Regions from separate parts of the Macaca mulatta genome. Here region 1 is linked to region 2. A link is a contact called in public Hi-C data. All regions are on one chromosome and are shown on one strand. Each heading gives the region's core, a stretch centred on a gene start, on an enhancer-like site or on the middle of the called end of the contact. The rest is flanking DNA. Distances are from core to core; before and after follow the strand shown. Region 1 has its middle 140 kb from the start of NOCT. Region 2 has its middle 330 kb from the start of NOCT.

What was found. Hi-C and Micro-C count contacts between places; a contact is called where the count stands out from the background.
Region 1: a contact with region 2 is called in a Hi-C map of fetal cortical plate, with 2.2 times the contacts expected there. The contact joins two enhancer-like sites. A contact is called at or near these places in 2 of 14 Hi-C or Micro-C datasets (blood and fetal cortical plate).

Annotation. Positions count from the first base shown.
Region 1 is chr5:147,742,961-147,746,575 of T2T-MMU8v2.0, forward strand. No RefSeq gene overlaps it. Among named protein-coding and RNA genes, the nearest start is that of NOCT, 140 kb to the right of the region's middle. Within about 2 kb of position 2,356, at least 9 of the 40 cell types and tissues checked have an H3K27ac peak or open chromatin away from gene starts, as enhancers often do. A contact at or near this core is called in fetal cortical plate, where this site is marked.
Region 2 is chr5:147,556,216-147,560,177 of T2T-MMU8v2.0, forward strand. No RefSeq gene overlaps it. Among named protein-coding and RNA genes, the nearest start is that of NOCT, 330 kb to the right of the region's middle. Within about 2 kb of position 2,441, at least 9 of the 40 cell types and tissues checked have an H3K27ac peak or open chromatin away from gene starts, as enhancers often do. A contact at or near this core is called in fetal cortical plate, where this site is marked.

The DNA of each region.
Region 1 (3,615 bases), core at 1,106-3,605, 190 kb after region 2:
GCTAAGGCGTTACAAATGTCAATACTTACTAAAGTAAGGAAAAACATAGCATTGTGTCAAATAGCATGTGTACAGTATAGATCCAATTGTGATCAAGGACATTTGTCCTGATTCTCCCTACCATGGCAATGGTCCCACCCAATACCAGAGGCTTTCCTCTGAGCACACTGGCCCTTGTCTCTTCTCACTAAACCTTCTTTAGATTTTATGGCCATAACTTTCTCAACTAATAGGAATGTATCATCATCGCTCAACAGCATACTATGTTTATTGCATGAAACTTTTAGCTATGGGCAAAATATTTTCACCATCCAGCCCATCCTCTTGCCAAAGAATTATGCTTATAAAATTATTTTATATTTTGATAGTCCCCAATTTGGAAGTAAGAAGGGAATAATAAGCCTATGATCCCATGCAAGTAGAAACAGCCAAGTACTCATCCTCCACTCCACCTCTCTTCCTGGTCTAAGGTGGTACATCGCAATGCCCCTTTTCTTTGTTGTTATTGTTGTTTGTTGTTGTTTTTGTTTTGAGACAGAGTCTTTCTCTCTTGCCCAGGCTGGAGTGCAGTAGCACAGTCATAGCTCACTGCAGCCTCAAACTCCTGGGCTCAAGCAATCCCCCTGCCTTAGTCTCCTGAGTAGCTAGAACTACAGGCATGTGTCACCACACCAGGGTAATTTTTTGATTTTTTTGTAGAGACAGCATCTCACTATGTTGCCCAAGTTGCAATGCCCCCTTAAATAAATGCCCCTTTAGAACCTAACAAGAACATGTAGAACAATATAGTCTATCCTCTCCTTTATCCAATTTCTTCTTTTGATGCTAATCACAGGGAGTAAAAATTTTTCCAGAGTCACTTAGCCCATATCAGGAATCAAACCCTACATGTGGTCCTCTGTGATGTGCTAAACTCATCTGCTTAGGTCCTGGCAGCCAGAAAAGATTACTGGGGCTAATAACTAGTAAACTCCCACATTAGGAGGGCCTTTCCCACCCCGGCCCCCATTCCTACTGCCACCATCTGTGTTTGTTCTTTTGCTACATAAGAACTCAAACTGGGTGGTGGGCCTGTTATTTTTAAAAGTCTTTTAGTAGCGTCTATACCCAGAACTGCCTCATCACAATTATCCTCACCAAACGAGGAAACTTCACATTGAGAATGGATATGGTTTTCAGCCAGCACCAAATGTCTCTCCTTCTGCCTTTTTGTCTTTCCGATCAATCAGAACATGTGAAACTCCCAAATGAAGAGTAAACACACAGCCCAGGTTCCTTTCATCTCCTAACATATGTCATGAAGGGGGAGGGAAAAACTCTATTCCCAGCTTCAATCGGCCCTTCCTATTCTGCGACTTGAACCTGAAACTGAAAGGGATGTTGCGGGGCGCTGTGGAGGAGTGCTGAATGTGGGCCGACTCCTTGGAAGATAAGAGGTATTCGCTGCATACCTGAGTCTTGGAGTCATTATCTCCCCTATGAGCACTTCTGTATTTATATATAATGAGATCATTACCAGGCAGCTCTTCCAATTTGATTCAGACTTTAATATTTCTTGAAGAAAAAAAAATAGCGTACAAAAGGGTTTGTGATGCCAACTCAATCAGACGTGCTGTTGATGGAAAATTATTCAAGCGCAAGCCAGAACAGGCAAAAAAATTTTTCAGAGAGGTTTCTGTCAAAGCTGAGTTCACCTGCGACGATGTTTCAAGCGAATGTGCCGAAGTGTCCAGAGGTGAGGAAGGAAAATAACAATGAACAGAAGAGAGGGCTGTGTATAGGATTAAAAACGAGGCACGTTGCAGCCTAACTATTTAGGCAGGTAAGGCAGGTGCCTCCTGCCGAGACTCGACTCCCACCCTGGCTTTCAGTGGGTAATTAGACCAGGGAAGCAGCTTTACTTGCTGTGGGCTTCACTAGGAGCAGTCAGTTTTTAGAAATTAACCCTTTGGTGGGTGCTACTTCCTTTTGTGATTGAACTCAGGTGGATAGGCAAGGTAGGTAAAGGCAATTCCTTCCTCCTCTCACAACAAGCTTTAAAGAAGAGATTTTCTGTCTCTTCAGTCCCACTGCATCTTCAGCAAAAAAAAAAAAAAAAAAAAGAATACAGAAGAATTTTTTTTTCCCTTTGTCCAGTAAACGCCTGTTCATAGAAAATGGCTAGAAATTCAGTGCCCCTGCTAATTCTGGGAAAGGCTCTATCCATTTTCAGCAAATTACAAAATCAAATGAAATCAACTGAACACTAAAACTAACAAAAAAGAATCTCTCTTGATAATCCAGACAGCATCGCTGGATGATGCCAAGCCTTGGGTGACAACCATGAAGGTGGCTCCTCACTGGCACCCACTTTTAGAAATACACTCTGCTAATGTGAGCTCTCTGGATGTTTGCACTTTGGATAAACACAAGCTTACTGACTCGTTTCTGGGATCTATGGTTTATCCTGTGATACAAATCCAAGAAGACTATCATTTTAGCTATTCACTCCCTGTCCTGAAACTGCAGATGGGAATAAGCAGATGGAGCAGGGATGCAGACTTGTCATCACATAAACATGAAATGAAAGGATCCTGGCTCTTTTCTTATGGTGGTTGTAAAGCACCCATTATTTTTCCCCTAGCACTTCCTAACAGGCAAAACCAAAATAACATTGGAAGAAAATTTACAGAATGCGCATGCTGCCCACTGAACCCCCAAACACTACTCAAAATAGCATTGGTAGATTGTTTTTTTATTATTTGTATTATTCTACTTTAAAGAGATACCCTGTAATGGTTAGGAGTTAGTTCTGGTAAAATGTTAAGGCTATTTTATGGATCCTAGTCTTAGGATGTACTCGATATTTAGAAATCAGTTTGGGAAGGAAGGAAAGAAGCGGGAGGGAGGAAGAGAGGAAGAGAGGGAGGGAGAAAGGAAAGAGAGGGAAAAAGAGAAAAGGAAGAAAGGAAGGGCAGGCAAGTGGGTGCGAGGAGAGAAGAGAGGGAGGATAGAGATCTCGTAGCTCTGTGAAATGTAGCTATCTTTGCCATAATCTATACTATGTAGGCAAAGAAGTGCATCAAAATAATCCTAAAAGAACACTTGAACTTAAAAGAGATGTAAACATGAAAATGGGGACAATTTTCTCCCCTCAATTAAATCTACTAGTCATAGTAATTATTTTAAGATTAACTCCCTGAAAAGGGGAAGAATTAGCCCAAGTAAGACTTATTAAATGTCTGTCCATTGTTCACTATTGCACTGTTGTGTGTTAGCAAGTTTGGGGGTGGGAGAAGCAGTATGTGTGCATGTTGGGGGAGGTAGGTGAGAGAGAATGAAAGAGAAATTTCATTGACCATCAACATGGTTTCTCCAGGGAGCATGATAACCCAACAGTGTTCCTCCATCTGCCTCCCTTGAGCGAAGAGCACTCTTGACTCTCTCAAAAGATCAACCTTTTGATCTTCCCTCCTAGCCTTCAAAGAAGAGATCTCTCTTTTTCTCAAAAACCAACTGCCTCTCCAGCATTCTCACCCTATCCTCCAGTGGTCCTTTCCTTCTGTCACCAAATATGTTGATGTTCCTCTTCCATAGAAGATCCTTCCTCGGCTGCTATTAGGAGAGATGGATCCC
Region 2 (3,962 bases), core at 1,191-3,690:
CGGAGGAGGGAAAAAATAAAACCAGAGCAGCTGATTAAAGACACATTTTACTACCTGAATCTCTTGAAAAATGACAAAAAATAATCCCCAGAAATATCTATCTCCAGTCATCGCAAGATCCTTCCTCCCGCAAAAATAAGACAAAACTGTCATTTTTATGAGACTACCCCCAATGACCAGGTCTGCGGTTTCAAAGCCAGTGCTGTGTTGCCCCATAGGTGAAAGAAAGAGGAACGCATCCATTCCATCCTGTCGGAACAAACGTGAACATCTGCCTTCCACGTTTGGTTATGGTATATGTCAACAAACACAGCAGCAGAGAAGGCCCTGCAAAATTATCCATCAGGGACCTGTTTACATTTGTACTGTCAATTCTAATAGGTTTTTTATTGAATTAAATTATTCTGCCCTCATTAGAATCATGATTGCCTGTCAGTGAGTATGACAGGTTTGAATTCCCACAAGGGTGTTAGACGCTCCATCTTGTATATTGCCCAGGAGGGATCAAGGACAAGGCTCAGTTGGAAATTCTACATGTCAATCCTTGAAATTACAGCACACATACTTCTCTGCAAATAAGTAATTGTGCTTCACAGTAAAGCAACCCAGAGAATTCCTAAGGTTCTTCTGTCTTGCAGACATATACAACTTGGCAGGTCCTGACAACCAGGTTGACCTGCAGCCACCCAACCTCAGCACGTAAATGTAGCACCTGCTCGTTTCTCAAGGCCTCTTGGGAGTTACTGAAGGCTACGGAGGCCTATAAACATGGACAGCAATTTCACCTGAGACGTGGTTTCAGGTAAAGCTTATTTCTAAGAACACACTTGAAAATGTAGAGAAAATTTGAGCATTATGGAAGACAGATAATTCTCTGCTGGACAATGGGGGAGAAGCCTCCAAGGGATGGCCACATTTAGTGACCACTTCCTCTGCCAAGCACGTTTTCTATCTTAACTCATTTAGTAATTACAACTCCGTGAGGAATAACACTTATGGCCATTTCATAAATGGAAGAAAGAGAAGCTTGGAGAGTAATGTTTCAATATCACACAGTAAGTGGCTGGGCAGGACTGAGACCTCCATCTGCGGTACTCTATGATGCCACCCCTCTTCCCCCTTCTCTGGTGCCCTGAGCAGGAGGCTGGCCCTCCAGAGGCACCGAATGTAGCAGGAATCACAAGGACCTTTGGAGGCTCAGCAATGGCCCCTCAGCTTGGAGGAAAGATGGAACCTACAAACCATATTCCATAGTAAAGAGATTTCTGAACACAAATATGCTCCCCATCTGGGCCATCCCTAAAACAGATGAGCAACTCCTAAAATTGGAGTTTGTTCTTTCTTCCATAATTAAATGGAGAGAAAGGGGGACTTTACTACTCAATAACTTAATGTGGGAGAAAATGAAACCTCTTTATCTTTTATCCTTAACTTCTAACCAAGTATAGAGAAATCAGTCCATACAACCGCCTTTTTGGGGATTTTTTTAAACTAGCATCAAATTGCTGCATCCTCTAAGCCTGAAAATTCTCACATTTTACAGTTTTGCCCCATTTCCCAAAATTTCCCATCCTGGGTTTCTTTCAGAGATGCTGTTTTCCCTTGAGAATCTATATCTCTGGGGTCTAGAGCCCAGGCAACAATGTTCTTAATAAGCGCCCCCTGGAGATTTTGGAGCCCACCAAAGGCAGAGGCCCTAAAACAGAAAGCAAATTAAAGTTCTGCAGTTGGATATCAGCCTGTCGTGTGGTCTTTATTTGCAGAGGAAATGGAGAGGGGCTGCATTTGGATGAGATGTTATAGGAGAACCCACCTTCTCATTGCTCTTCAAATTCTTCTCCAAGGGATTTGAAATCAACCACATTGGAATGTCTGAAAAAAATTCCTCCTATTAAAGGTAAATGGTTAACCTAGAAAGAGAAGCATGTAAGGGAAGACCTGACTTGCTCACTTGCTTGCTTGTTTGCCAGGATGTAACGTCCAGGCAGGGAAGGAGTTTCGTCTGGTGACCTGCCACTGTCTGGTTGTTTGTTGAAATGACTTGATTTTCAGTCATGTCTCTTTAATGAGATAAAGCAAAAGAATGAACTAGGTACATTCTCTTCCTCTACCTTTAGATCCTTCTTTTCTCCAGTGAAGTCTCCTTATTCCTGTTCTCTTATTCTTCATTCTCTGCACCCCAACTTTCCTGGACAACCTGCCTGTACTCTGTCTCTAGATACTTCCTTCTGTTTTGATTTTTTTTTTCCTTTCCTGTCAGACTTGAGGATGCCTTCTGTTCTAACATCACTCCTTCTCTGCCACTCACAGGCTCACGGTTTGGTACCCAAGCTGTTTTCTGTTCCCTGGCAGCTAGCCTCGCATTCCATTCTGCCACAGGATTTAGCTCTAAGTCAGGCAGTAAATGGGCTCTTTACAAATCTAGCTTAATTTAAAGAACTCTCTTCCTGAGCTGCATTTCTGGGGACATTTTTCAAGGGTGTTAGCAATGAGGCTATATGCACTTGCTTGTACAACAGCAGATTGGCTGCTGTTTCTGTCACTCTGAGAGACCAACATTAAGACTCAAATTAACTAGCAAGTGTAAACCACAGGAACCAAGAGAATGATTTCACAGACTTATTTTTTTTCTCCTCTCTATTTGTATAATTTTAGCAACTAGGGCATGAAGTGTGCAGGGCCCAGTGTAAGTGTGGTGGAAACAGCAGGGGAATGATGAGTTGATGAGCTTGGGGGCATGGTGAGGCTGGAGGATGAGGGAGATTGGAAGTCATTGATTATGACTCCACAGTGCGATCTGAATGACTAAGATTTGTGGAAACTCAGTCCTTGTCTTTCATTCTTAGTGTGAGATACTTTATGCTCCTATCCCTTTCTTGTTGTATCTAGCTTGACCATCAATATTTGGTTCATGAGGCCATTTTTTAAAAAGCTCATTTTCATAGACAAACTAGCAATTGGTTTTATATATGCATTAAATCACTGAACAACTTTGAAAAATCTATGCTAAGCAGAGCATGTGCCTTCCAGGTTGTGGGACACTAAGTGGGTGGCAGCACCCTGGCAGAAGTCCACGGGTCATGACACTAAAACATCTGGTGAAGCTACACCCAACTAGCTCATTTTATTTTGACAGAATGCAGTTTTCACTGGGATTAAGATCTCTCACCACCTGTGTGTGGGGGCATGCGGGGATCAAGGAACCACAGCTGAATAGGCAAAATTCCATTCTCCTGTCCCTTCTCAGATACTAATGAGGAGTGACTTAGCCAAGATGCAGTAGCAGAGGGGCATGGTGAGAAACAAGAGGGCTTGGTGGGATGTAAAGGAAAAACTACGTTAATACCAGAGGGACTAAGGTGTAAGACAGCCCTGCTGTGTGACAGTGCAACGGTCAAGCCCCACCAGAAACAAACCAACAAAAATCACATCTCTATTGGGCATCACAAGTACAATCTAGTCTTTCACTGCCCAGTAGAGTTTCCACTGGGCCACAGGTAATTTTAACTTTAAATGAGTTTGAATTAAAATTTCATTTCCTCCATCACACTGGCCACATTTCTAATGCTAATAGCCACACGTGGTCACTGCCTGCCACACTGGACAGGGCGGTTCAGAACATCTCTATCATCGCAGAATGTTCTATCGGACTGTGCTGCTCCAGCATGTTCTGCTCTAGTGACATGCTCTGACCTGTAGCTTCAATGGATAGACATTCTTGAGCCAAAAGAAAGCCTTAAAAAGTCATGTGCAAGGGACAAAGCTTCCCTTACACATAGAACGGAGCAGCCTTCTGGGGACAGGAGAGACACAGGTAGTCTGGTAGCTTCCAAAATAAGTGCTGAGAACTATTCACAAATGCAGCCCAAGAGGATGCAGAGATGGGATCATCTCCTTCCAAAATCGACTGCTTCTCTCCCTCTGCCAGACGGTTCAGCTGAGAGCAGCAAGTTGAGGAGCAA